Regions from separate parts of the Ovis aries genome. Here regions 2 and 3 are each linked to region 1. Evidence: chromatin contacts called from public Hi-C data. All regions are on one chromosome and are shown on one strand. The core of a region is the stretch at or near the end of the contact, and the rest is flanking DNA. Distances in the headings are between cores, read along the strand shown.

Region 1 (4,160 bases), core at 890-3,389:
GTGGGCCACCTTCACTCTACAACCCCCACGGCCCCCAGACAGGCTCCCCAAATCCCACCAAACCCAGTGCCACCTCCTTGACTACAACGAATGCTTATAATGACAGCTCACGTGTATTTATTGAACCCATAATTACCACATGCAAGACTATGGTAAGCACATCACATACAGTCTCTTTCAACCTGCCCGACAATCCTGTTATTACCACCATATGACAGGTGGGGAACTGAGGCGGGGTACTTGGCCCAGGCCCCCTGACTCCCATGTAGTGGGGTGCACACACAGCCAGACCTCCCAGAACCACCTCCTTGGATCTTGAGGTTTCACCTCTGTGCTCTTTGCCTTTCTTCACCTTCTCCAGTGCTCCAACGCCTACCTGTCCTTCCAAGCCACCTAAAGCACCATCTCCTTCCATCTCCCCTCCCCAAACTTTTCAGGGGTCCTTGGCTCAGACTGCCTCATCCTGAACTTGTTGGACCACGAACTTCACACCTGGAACACATCCTTCCCTCCTTGGAGCCTCCTGGGACTGAGACCTGGCCAGGCAGAGAAAGGCCCCCTGAAAAGTGTGTGAACACTCCTTGTCTCAGAGCAAAGCCTGTCAGACCATGCCAAGACAAAATGCAAAGGTCCTTCCACCCTCTAGTATGTGCTGAGTACTGTGGATGAGGCAGGCATGTGAAGAGACAACAGTGAGCAAGACCAGTCCCTGACCCTGGGACTTATGGTCCCAGCGGTGCCCTGTGACAGCCGCTTAATGAAAAGAGAGCATCAGGGAGGGCCTCCTGAAGGAGGCACTTGAACTGTGTGGCCCACGCGCACTGACAAGCATGCTCTGCACCCACTGCTCTGCCCTGTGTTCAACTCACTGCTTGCATGTTGTCTTCCCACTCCTAGGGCTTGGACTGGTTCTGCACCAGAGAGGAGGCCGAACCCCGCCCCACTCATTTCTCAACAACCTCAGCATAGGCGTGCACTTACATCCTGTGTCACTGCCTACAAAACAAAACAGCAATGTTTCTGAGATGCTTTTATTCACACTTCCCAACAGGTGCTGGACACCTCCCCATTTCCCTACCCCAGCTGCCCTGCCTTGTGGCCCAAGGCTGACCTGTGGGCGCCGTGTTAATTGGAATTCAGCCAAAAAGGAGCTGGCAGATGAGAGGCGCAGGCAGGAGTAAAGTGAGGTCAGTATATATATCACCTGGCTCCTCCCGGCCAGTCGCTGTATCCCTCCCTCCAAGGTCGGAGCTCCTACAGGATGGGCCTCTCCTGTGGCTACAGCTACCCTTCAGGTCAAAGTGGTAACAGCTCCCCTTTGTTGCTGGCCCTGGGCAGCACCATCTCTCCTTTAATTCATTCATTTTCCATTTATTCAACTCTCCTCAAATACTCTGTCTGAGGGTGCCATAAAAATGTAAGACCACATCAATTGGCCATAAAGAACATTCTTGTATGTTCCACTTGGAGTAGCTTGGAGGGGAGACTAATGGAAACTAGGGGGAGGCTAGCCTCCAAGCCTCCCCTGGGGCCACCACTGTTTGTGTCCCCAGGATAATAGTAGAAGGTGTCAATAACTGACTCAATCGATATATGAATTGATCCCGCCTAGCCCCTTTACCACCCAACAGCAGACTGCCTCTTCCTTCCTTCCACCCGATCCGCTTCAGCCTTCATGGCCAAGCCCAGATGGCACGCTCCTTCCTTCCTCGTCCCCTGAGGTCAGGAGAGTACAGCGGTGAGTGGCTCAAGCCCCCAGGGAAGGTGAGGACCCGCAGCCGAGCAGCAGAGTCAGAAAACCAGGTCTCCAGGGGCTTCCGCCCTAACAGGCTAGGTGGATTTGAAGCTGTCACTTCACTCCACGTGTGCAACGGGAGCAACCACGACCCTAACCCTGCACAGCAGATGACCCAGAAGATGGTACAGTGCTTTGCGTGCAAAGGGCACTCGGGGACCCTCGGGACGGTGGGGGGTCCTCAGGGTTGGGGGTCCTTCAGTCGGCGCAAGTCGCTGCACGGTTACCCCCAGCACACCCAACTATAAGTACTCAGCCCGCTGCGGCCAGAGTACAGCGGCGCACGCCGCCCCACGTGGGGCCGCACGGGCTCGCGGCCCCGGCGCCCGATTGGTCTCCGTGCAGCCAATCAGAGGGCGTCGTTGACAGTGGCCTCGCCAATTGGCTGCGGGGAGCCTGCCAGGGAGGGGCGGGGCCTCCTTTTGTTCTTTCCTCCGCGGCACCGCGAGCCCGCCTCCTGGGCCCCGCCTCGGGGGTCCGGTACCGCCAGCGTTCCACCGTTGCGCGTACCCCCATCCCAGAGCTCAGGTTGGGGCCACTGGGGAGCTGCAGGCTGCGGCCGCGGACCCTACTAAGTGGCCGCTCCAGGGCCGGCCTCCCCTTCAGTCCCGTTTCCAACCACCCTCCCCCCAACATGCTCACACACAGGAGAAAGAACCCGCAGCCTGAAACACGGCCTGTGCTGGGACTGACCTTGGGCAAGCGCTTTCAGTTCGGTCCCTCAGTACACTTACCCTTGCTTTCTCCCTGTTTCCTAGGACTTGTGGAGAAGAAGAACCCATAAAAAATGAGCTCAGGCTCTTTCTAAAATGTACCCAGTGAGTGATAGAAAGTCTCTTGATTTTTCCAGAGGGAAAGTTTGTCGGAGACCAAGTGTCCGGATGTTGCTAACCTGAGACCGTTTTCAGAGTGACAGTCTTCTTCTAATCAGAGGGGATGGTTGGGGGATGGGGCAAAAGCCCCTGCCTCAGCCTGGCCAGCTGTGCAAACTCTCCCTAAATCATCTCCCTCTTCCATCACTTCACAGTGGCCTCCCTCTGGGGTGGAAAGTGGTGGCCCCAGGAGCCAGAGGCCCTTGCAGGGAGAGGGCTCTGGGCTGGGTTAGGGGGTCAGGGGTCCAGGTCTAGTCCCTTTCCCTCCCAGCCCACCACCTTCCCCCAGAAACTGCCTGGAGACATTTCCCAGTGCGATGGTGGCTACATACAAATCTCAGGAGGCAGTCAGCCTGCAGTACTGGCCCGGCTATGGACACAGGGCTCCCAATCTCTAGACTCCCCTCCCACTCAGAGTTCCCCTGTGCCCCTTCTCCCCAACCCACTGAGAACCAAGAGTCTCAGCATCTTTTCTTCCATGAGGTGTCAACCAAGAGGACCACCAGGACAACAGGAGGTACAGGGCCCCTGCAAGGGAGGAAGTCAAGCCCCAGGCACTCCTCAGCACCCACTCCAACCCCCATTGACCTGGAAAAGCCCCCAAACCACTGCTGATGGAGTCCTAATGGTGGCTTAGGGACAGCAGCTTGACAAACACAGGAGTCACCTCCGAAATCACCTGTCCAAGACCTAGGAGTAATGTAATTCCCTGAGATAGACTGGAATCTGATCCGTGTTCAGAATGCCTCCACATGCCATCAGTGGAGGAGTCCCTCAGCCATCGTGTGTGACTCCTTGGTTCTGGTGTGTTGGGCCAACCACTACAGCTCCCAGCAAGCATCATGGGGTTCAGAGGCCTCCCCTGCACCCTGGCTGTAGTGGCCCTGGAAGGACTTCCAGTCTCAGGGCCTTGGCAGGTGTCTGCTGGTTCCCTGGGGGTGGGGTGCTGGGAGCCTGACATCTGTGGAGTGTTTTTACTGTTGGACAAATTGAATCAATTAAACAGGCCCCATCAGGGTGGCCGGGAGCCCAGTGAATGGGAAGGAGGAGGGGAGCAGAGCCAAGGGGGCAACACAGCCTGTCTGTGGGAGCATCTCACCAGCAAGGGTTCAGGGTGAAGAGGCAGGTGGAACATACCCCCTTCCTGGCTGTTTGGGGCAGGGACCCTCTATGCTAACCACAGAGAAGGAAGGTCTTGGAGAAAAAGCCAGCCAGGGGTGCTGGGGCAAGTTACAAGAGGTGACCCATTTCTCTACCCAGAATGCAGACCTTCTGGGCTTCTCAGCCATCTGCCCTACAGATCCTTGGGGGCACCTCCTCAACACTGCAGGCTCCTTTCAATGGCATTTTGTTACACTTACATGGAGGCCTTCGGAAGCTGGAGGCTCCACCCAAGAAAGAGGAGGATGCCTAGGGAGGTTGGAGGAGCCAGCAGAGGGAAAAGGAAACAGACTTTGGAGGTGATAGCGAGGACCAGGCATCCACCTGGAGCG
Region 2 (4,160 bases), core at 822-3,321, 130 kb before region 1:
GTTCACATATCTTTGTGCCCTTATGCACATGTGTCTAGAAGATAAAATTCCTAGAAGAGAAACTGCTAGGTGAAAAGCATGCATATTTCAAATTTTGATTGCTATTGCCAAACCACTGGGCAAGTGTGTGTGCCAATAGATACACTTGCAGCAAGTGGGAAAGCTCACACTTCCCTCCACCCTTGATAAAGCTGGAGACAATTGTTTAGGCCTCTGTCATTTGATAGGTGACAAGTAGTGTCTGGTAGGATTTTTTTAGAAATGAGCTATAAGACTTAGATAACAATAAAAGCGCTAATTTCAAGCGTCCAGTTTGATGAGCTTTCACAAATCGGTACGGTTGTGTAACCACCCCCAAAGTCAAGATGCAGAACATCCCTAGCAGCCCCGGGAAAGTTCCTTCAGGCCCCTGATCAATCCCCATCTCCCGCCCAGTCTCAGCCTTGGGCCACCATGACCCGCCCTTTCCGTCCCTGTAGAATAGTTTTGCCTTTTCTAGGATTTCACGTAAATGGAACCATGTGAAATGCTCAGCAAACCACTTTGAGATTCATCCAGACGTTGTCACGTGTGTCCTGTTCACTGCCAGGTAGGGTCCACTGCCTGGGGGCTGTGTCTGCACCATTCACCTGTTGCTTAGACACTCGGGCCGGCCCAGTTTAGCGTGTTGATGAGCCAGGCTGCTGTGAACACTCAAGTATAAGTATGTGAATGTGTTTCAACTCCTGGACAAACACCTGAGTGCAGAACAACTAGGTCACAGGGCAAGTGGACAAGACCTTTCCTGAGCTGTCTCCTATTTCCCAACCACCATCCCCAGGCTGCCCTGCTTTCCATTCCCCAGGTAGAGCAAGAGGCCTCCCGCATCCTCTCCAGCATCCGATGCCAACTGCTTGTTGCGTTTAGTCCCACGGGGAGGTGTGCAGTGGCATCTCTTTGTGGCTGTAACTTGTTATTTCCCAGGTCAGTTCTGCTGTGTTTGGCATTTGTTAATAACGATGTTTTTATTGTGGAGAAATTTCAAACATTTTGTGTAATACATTTCTCTTTCTGTTTGTGGTTTTGGGGTTTTGTCACAATTTCCTTTTATACCCCAAGTGTGATGGCTTCAGCCCCCAGAAATGGTTCCCTCAGGGTGACCCTCCTTCTTTTTAGGGGTTTCCAAAGCAATGGAACCTATACCCAGGTTCACAAACTCCCCATCTCCCCAAGCCTGCCTTGTGTCCTCATCTAGAACGATAGGGTTTGACCAGGGTCGCGGGACACAGGCACATGACCACCAGCCGTCGTCCTTACTGTACTGAGCAGAGACCCTCAGGCAGGAAGACTCTGAGAAACCCCTGCCTGACGCGAACAAGGGCTGAGCAGGACAGGGTCAGAGGCCACTCCCTGGCCCTCATGACCCCTCTGCAATCCTGTCCCAGGGAGGGCTCTGGTCCACATGGGACCAGAGGCTGGGAGAGCAGAGGGCCAGTGTCCCTCTGCCAGGCCTCCCAGGATGGATGGAGGAGGCTGCAGTGGGGTGTGTGTGTGTGCGTGTGTGTGTGTGAACTTTCCACGCCCTGTGCCCTAGTTGGGGCCCACTCACCAGCTCCTGGGCTTGCCAGGCCACCTCACAGACACCAGACACACCTGACGTTTCAGCCCCTGGACCTGTATTCCCATCTGTTTTGTGTCATAAGTTAAGAGTCACTGGGAAGCGTGAAGCCACCCCAGGCTGGAGCAGAGGCCGTGCAGACAGTCTCAGGTCCGGGGAAGGAACAGCACGGGCTGAAGTGGGAAAGTGAGCCGAACTCCAGGAAAATCCCATTCGGAAACATTTCTCTCAAGTATTCAGAAAGCATTAGATTCATAGCAACTGCTAACGATCTTTATTCGAATTAAACTGGAAACTCCACAGACTCTGTGATCCTGTTGCAGAAAGCAAGTCCTCCCCTTAATTCAGTTCTCTGAACTCACCCGCACCCCCATCTCAACACAGGTCCCGGACAATGATGCAGGCAGGAAGGGGAAGTGGTCGGACCTCCAGCAGGCTGTCTGAGGGCTGGGGAGACTGAGAAGTGGAGCCCCAGAGACATTTCCCCACCCACCTGGGGCGGCCCTGCCACCAGCCTGGCTCCACCCCCACCCCAGAGGCTGTCCCAGAATGCTTTGGGCCAGGGCTATTGCCTGAAGTGTGGCCTGAGCTTCCCCAGAAGAGCGGGAGACACCACACCACACCTCCACTCCACGCCTCACCCCCACTCTGCACAAGTCCCCAGACTCACACGAGTTTGGGGGTAACATCTGAGTTGAAGCATCTGCAGACCCCAGCCCTGCAACGTGGCTCTGCCCAGGGGTGCATGCGTGCTTGCTAAGTCACTCCAGTCGTGCCCAACTCTTTGCGACCCCAGGGACTGTATAGCCCTCCAGGCTCTTCTGTCCATGGGATTCTCCAGGCAAGAATACTGGAGTGGGTTGCCCTGCCCTCCTCCAGGGGATCCTCCCAACCCAGGGATCAAACCTGTGTCTCCTGCCTTGCGGGCAGATTCTTTAATGCTGAGCCACTAGGGAAGCCCCCTGCCCAGGGGTGCTGCTGGCTCTTTGGGAGGTGGGCAGGTTCTTGGGTCCCACTCTGCTCCCATGTGCTTGGGCCTTGTCAACCACCTCCTTCCTGAGCCTGAGCCTGGCCCCAGGGGCCTCCTTGAAGTCCCTCACCCCTCAAATGATGGGCCCTGAGCCCTCAGCACTTCCCAGGAGGGTGGGTAAGCAGTATGGCCCCCCTCAATATGAGTGATATAACCTGGCATCCAGCCCTCTCTGCCTATTGTGTGGGGTGAGAGGGGTGGTCAGGACAAGAGATTCCCCCACCCAGCAGCTGGACAGACCTGGCCCTGGGTTCTGCTCCTGGATCATGCAGTCTGGGGGGTGCTGTTTGTGGGGGGCGTGGGGGTGCTCAGAGCACTTCTTTGCGGGGTAGGAAAGGGATGCACTGAGATGTTGAGGGGAAGGGGGTGGCCTTGCTGCCTAGAAGTCCCACTCTGGGTCCCCCAGGCCCCCATCCCACCCCCACCACCCCCACCAGACCTGGGGAATCTCCTGGCAACTGTTTTCTGGAACAACTAGAGGCTGCGGTCAGCGGGAGGCCAGTGGGGAGAGCCCTGGTAGGGCTGAGAATGGGAGGCCCTGCCCCCAGCACGAGGGCCCCCTTCCCCTTGCCTTGCGCCCCAGGGCCCCAGGAAGGCTGGGGTGGCCCGGCCAGCCCGGGAGCCGCAAAGGGCATGAAGAGTGCAGCACTGGGGCGAGCTGCCAGCAGGGCCAAGACAATGTGGTTTCAATCTAATTGTCCCAAAATATTGTTACAACACAAACCACGTGCCATCCACTCACCTGCAACTAATCAGCGGCAAAGCTACCGAATAAATCGGTTCCACACCCGTGGGGCCAGGCAGCCCAGCGCGCGAACCCAGGCACCCAGGCCAAGGCCACCGCTGCTTCCTGTGGCGGGTGAGAACCGTCAAGGGGCTCCTCCTGTCTCTGTGACCCCCACCACACTCTGAAGGGCGAAGCTGGAAGGCCCAGGCCCTCCCATCACACCCGTTCAGGTCTCAGAATGTCGACAAGGACCTGGAGCTAAAAAGCCAGGTCAGTCAAGATCTTACCAGGGTCAGAGGGCCCAGCAAGTCCGCAGCTTCCTCTCTCCACCCTGACCATCCCATCTCAAGACCGGGGCCTTGGGGACTTCACTCCTCTGGGAAATACTGGCAGGCCCATTGCAATAATGACGCAACTGCCTTCTAAGGCACTGAGGCCTTTTGGTAAATATGATTGAGAGATTTCTGCAGCACCCATGGGAGCTAAGGACATTCTCCATTTAGCTGGCCAGGAAACCCAAGCTCACAGAGGACCCCTGATGTGCCAGGGCCCATTGCTGGTGGGCTGGGGCACCAGGACCCTCACTTTGTTCTTCCTGAGATCCCTGTTCCCAGCTGACACTTTGCACACTGCCAGCCAGTTGGACTGGACGCCAGCCCTCTGGGACGGGCCTGGACCCTGAATACCATGGGACAGGACAAAGCAGTCTGAGTGCTGGAGTAGCTGGCGGCTCTGACCCCTTCCCAGAGCCTGGAAGGCCCCCAGGGCAGCCCTTGAGCCCAGCCTTGAGGGCAAACAGTGTGTCC
Region 3 (4,160 bases), core at 803-3,302, 73 kb before region 1:
GCACGGGCTTAGGGACTGGCCAGGGGCTCAGGCCGTGGGGGACAGGGGTCCTCGTCACCTGGCAGGGGTGTCGCTGGAGCCGGGACTCAGGACCGCGCCGGCCGAGTCCTGCGTCCTAGGCCCGGGCCGCGGAGCGTGGCGCTTACCTGCCAGCCCCGGACTCTCCGGAGCTGCCCGGCCGCGCCGCCCAAAGCGGGCTCCCACTTCCGGAGCCCAGTCCGCGGCCCAAGCCCCTACCCAGGTCAGAGATGCCCGCGGGGGAAGGCCGGCCGGAGCCTTGCGCCCGGCTTCCCCTTTCTCTCTGGATTCCTTTGATCCGCAGGCTCTTCGCCGCACCTCGGCTCCAAGGCTGCCAGGGTCGGCCCGCGGGGGTCCTGGAAACGGTCCCTAGCTTATCTCCTTTCATCAAGCGGCCTGGGGCCGCCTTGAAACCGCGGAGCCAGTAATTGCTTTTTTCAGGAGGCCCTGTGCGGACTGGACAACAGCCAATCAGCGCCTTGTTTACACTCGGTGATTGACAGCCTGCTGGCCGAGTGCCAGCCAATCCTGACGGTCCCTAGGGAGCGGGCGGGGGGGCGGGGAAAGAAAGGTGACAACAGAAGGCCTCTGGCTTAACCCGTTCCTGTCCCTACCGGTGGAGAAGGAAATGGCAACCCACTCCAGTATTCTTGCCTAGAGAATCCTGTGGACGGAGGAGCCTGGTGGGCTGTGTCCATAGGGTCGCACAGAGTCGGACACGGCTGAAGCGACTTAGTATGCATGCATGCATTGGAGAAGGAAATGGCAACCCACTCCAGTATTATGGCCTGGAGAATCCCAGGAACAGAGGAGCCTGGTGGGCTGCCGTCTATGGGGTCGCACAAGACTGAAGCGACTTAGCAACGGCGGTGGCAGCGGCTGTCCCTACCGGAATGAGCCGGTGGATACCGCGCGGGCCCGAGTTGGTTGGCATCTAGTTAAATACCATTTTTTTCCCCCTGAGGGGGAAGCAGAGCTGCACCTGGAGGAGTGAAAATAATGTATCCATCGCCACTAAGATATAGACTTGACTCCCGAGCATAAATAGCATCGTTGGGAAACCAAACTCTAACAGAAATATTTGGAGAATAACCTAAAAAATAGTTTGCATCTGATTACGATGAAGATATTTGTTTAGGGGCTTTTCTATTTAGGGCAAGAATTTATCATATGCAGGAGAGCGATATTGAAAAAATACTGTACATATCAAGGTGAACATATTTTTAAAATCTAGTTGCAGATGAAGAAAGGGCAATCTTTGTCATGGCCATAAATCCCCGGTTTTCATTTTCATCAGTGCTGGGTTGCAAAAATATAGCCATGGGGAATAAAAACAGGGTCCGCAGATACGTGGCCAGAGACACAAAACCTTCTCCCCAGATTCTGATCCCTGGGGCAAGAGGAGGAGAGGACAAGGCTGGCGACTCAAGAGTCCGTGGTACCCAGACTTCGAGAGTGTAGGCATTCCTGAGCTTGGTCAGAGCAGGTGGAGCCTCGAAGTGGTAGTAGGGCCAGGCAACCCGAGGAAGCCTCTATGCTTGGATCTCGGGCCTACCTGTGCCGGGTTCAGCCACCTGCCAGACATCCCAAGTATTTTAAAAAGCATCTGCTTCAACGCGTGTTGCTGTATCATCTGGCCTCTGTGCACTGGACGCCAAACGTTAGACCTGCTGGGTTAAATTTAAAAAAAAAAAAAAAAAGCAAAAGCCTTCTCCTCGGCGTGGATAAGCGCTCCCACTCGGCCCTGCTCCCTCTCCCGCCCTGCGCCAACACATTCCCATTCAGCAGCAACGATCTGCGCAAAGGAGCTGCGCAGTCGCCGGGCTTGAATTAGGCGCCATCGGGCTCGGTAGTAGCCCTGCTGCTCCCTGATTGGCAGCTCCCTGGCCCGGCGCCAGCCTATTGGGAGGCCTGTTTACGCCGAATGAGTGGCACGAGCTCCCGGCCGCGGAGGGCCGCGCGGCCAATCAGCGCACCGGCTGCTCCGGGCTGAGTGGCACGAGCTTATTAGTATGCAGGGCCCGTGGCTCGCCGCGCCGGGCTGCAGGTTTGAGAGCCGCTCTGGATGGGCTCGCTAGAGTCGTTGTTGTGGAAGCGGTGCATTTACAGTGCAACAGTCAGCACATTGAAAATACCAATAGGAATACAAAACAAAGTCACATTTACTGGTTTAATTGTATTGCATTCAATTGTATCCAGGAAACAACCTCCAGTAAGTAACTGAAATTGCTTTCATTTTTTTTTGTTTTTGTATTTTTATTATTATTTTATTTTTATTTTGGCTTTGGGGATTTACATTTTTTTTTTTTTTAGTAAGAGAAATTCAGGGTTGCGATGTTAAGAAGTATATATCTTCCCTTTTTAAAAATCCGTTATAATGTCGAACAGGCTTTTTTTTTTTTTAATGGACTATATGTAAGAGAGATTTTTTTTCCCCCTCTGAAAAATCTTATCGATCGGTTTAAAATTCCCCCTGTAATGCGTCCTTGCTTTGCTCTGAGCGCTTGTTGTGTCGATCGACACCCAGCATTAAAAATAAATAATCGCGACAGGACAGGGACCGCCAGGCTGCGTCCGGCGAAAGCCGCGCGGGCCGCTCCGGCTAGACAGCCGGCGAGGTCCCGGACGCAGCCAACGCGCTCCGGCTCTGGAGGCACCACGAACGAACCCCAATTGTTTGCACCCCCCCACCACGTTGCTCCCCTCCCCCGAGCAGCCTTGGGTCAGCCCCGCCCGGTCGCTCCACGGCGCCGGGAACCGGCTGGCTCGCGCTGGCCGAGGCGGCTGAGCCGCCTACTAGAGGGTCTTGCCGGCCGTCAGCCGCGTGCGGGGCGAGGGACCGGGCGGAGAGGGGTAACGGCGAGGTTCGTGGGGGTTCGCTTTCCAGAACCTAATTCATTTCAGGACATTTCAGAAAAAATTTTCCTGGGCGGCTGAGGGTGGCGGAGGGGGCCAAGCGAGGTCAGCGCAGAGTGGCTTTCTCACCGAGCGCATTCCGGGCGGCATGCAGGGCTCAGACCACCACCCCTGAGACGGCATCTGCGGACGGGTGCGCCTTGGGTTGCGGGGGCCAGGAGCGGCCACGGACCTCGGTCCTCTCCTGGCGGAGGTAGGGTGGGTGTCGGGCGCGACCGTTTCGCAGGGAGCGGGTTCTACGGCGGCGCCCAAGCAGCACGCGCCGGGTGTGCGCGGGCCCCAGCCCAGCCTGCAGGCCCCACAGCGCCAGCGCACCGGGAGACGGCGCTGGAGGATGCGGGCGGCCGAAGCAAAGGGAGGGTTTTCGGTGTTTAAATTAAAACCGAAGCAAAACCGAAGGAGCCGCTCCCACAATCCTGGAGCGCTCGAGCCACGCGCAGAGAGACTGGCGACTCCTGGGATCGCGCCGCGGAGTCCTAGGGAGGACCCGGCGTTTCGAAGTTCGACTGTTTCCAAAATACCCTTGTCAGCGATTTTCCAGCCGGCGCGGGGGCTCCCGGCACGCCACCGCTTTCGCTCCGTATCCTTTCTGAGTCCGGCCTGACGCGAGCTGCGGTCTCTCTTGGCGCTGGGGGGAGGAGGCTAGGAGCCCTGGGATTCGCAGCTGGCGGCGCCTGGGATCCGAGACTCCGGGCCCAGGCGGCGGAGGCCGCGCGTCGCCGCCCCTCTCCCTGCCGGGCTCGTGCTCCGCAGGCCCCCGGGAGCCGCTCTCTGGCGGACTGGGAGGCGCGGCGCGGCCTCTTCCCCGGAGCAAAGAACACAAAAGAAAGCCCCTCTGACCTGGTGAGAATCTCCGCGGCACGGAGGGGCGACAACAACCCATCGCCTTCCGAGTAAAAAGTCTGGCGGGCTGGTGGGGAAGGATCGATCCAGCCCACAGAAGGTGAAGATTAAAGCTGTTGCTGGTAGCCAAGCCCGCGTCCCGAGAATCGAGAGCAACTCCCTTTCTCGACAATTCTGGAATTTCTTATTGGAAAAAAGAAACCCCACAAAACAAAAGCATAGTATACGCGGTTCCCCGGAGGCCGCTGGGAAGCCCCCCACCCCCCGTGCGCGCAGCCGCGGGCTTTCGGCGCCTTTGAAGCCGCAGGTTCTCGACCTCCCTCCCCTCCGTCTTTCCCTTTGTCCCGCCCCGTGCCCCCCGGCTCGCAGCTCGCTGCTGCCCG

The links. Hi-C and Micro-C count contacts between places; a contact is called where the count stands out from the background.
Region 2: a Hi-C map of liver shows a contact between it and region 1, with 2.4 times the contacts expected there. The contact joins two enhancer-like sites. A contact is called at or near these places in 4 of 16 Hi-C or Micro-C datasets (hypothalamus, liver, omental adipose tissue and 1 more).
Region 3: a Hi-C map of liver shows a contact between it and region 1, with 2.3 times the contacts expected there. The contact joins the promoter of BAHCC1 here to the enhancer-like site in region 1. A contact is called at or near these places in 6 of 16 Hi-C or Micro-C datasets (hypothalamus, liver, mesenteric adipose tissue and 3 more).

Annotation. Positions count from the first base shown.
Region 1 is chr11:50,783,515-50,787,674 of ARS-UI_Ramb_v3.0, reverse strand. No RefSeq gene overlaps it. Among named protein-coding and RNA genes, the nearest start is that of ACTG1, 30 kb to the right of the region's middle. Within about 2 kb of position 2,139, at least 19 of the 54 cell types and tissues checked have an H3K27ac peak or open chromatin away from gene starts, as enhancers often do. A contact at or near this core is called in liver and tail adipose tissue, where this site is marked.
Region 2 is chr11:50,911,237-50,915,396 of ARS-UI_Ramb_v3.0, reverse strand. LOC132657355 (a long non-coding RNA gene) reads left to right here. Exons shown (of 2, transcript XR_009595374.1): 2 at 1-4,160. Among named protein-coding and RNA genes, the nearest start is that of SLC38A10, 20 kb to the left of the region's middle. Within about 2 kb of position 2,071, at least 10 of the 54 cell types and tissues checked have an H3K27ac peak or open chromatin away from gene starts, as enhancers often do. A contact at or near this core is called in liver, where this site is marked.
Region 3 is chr11:50,856,441-50,860,600 of ARS-UI_Ramb_v3.0, reverse strand. It overlaps BAHCC1 (BAH domain and coiled-coil containing 1), which reads left to right and starts at 2,052. Exons shown (of 28, transcript XM_042256754.1): 1 at 2,052-2,230.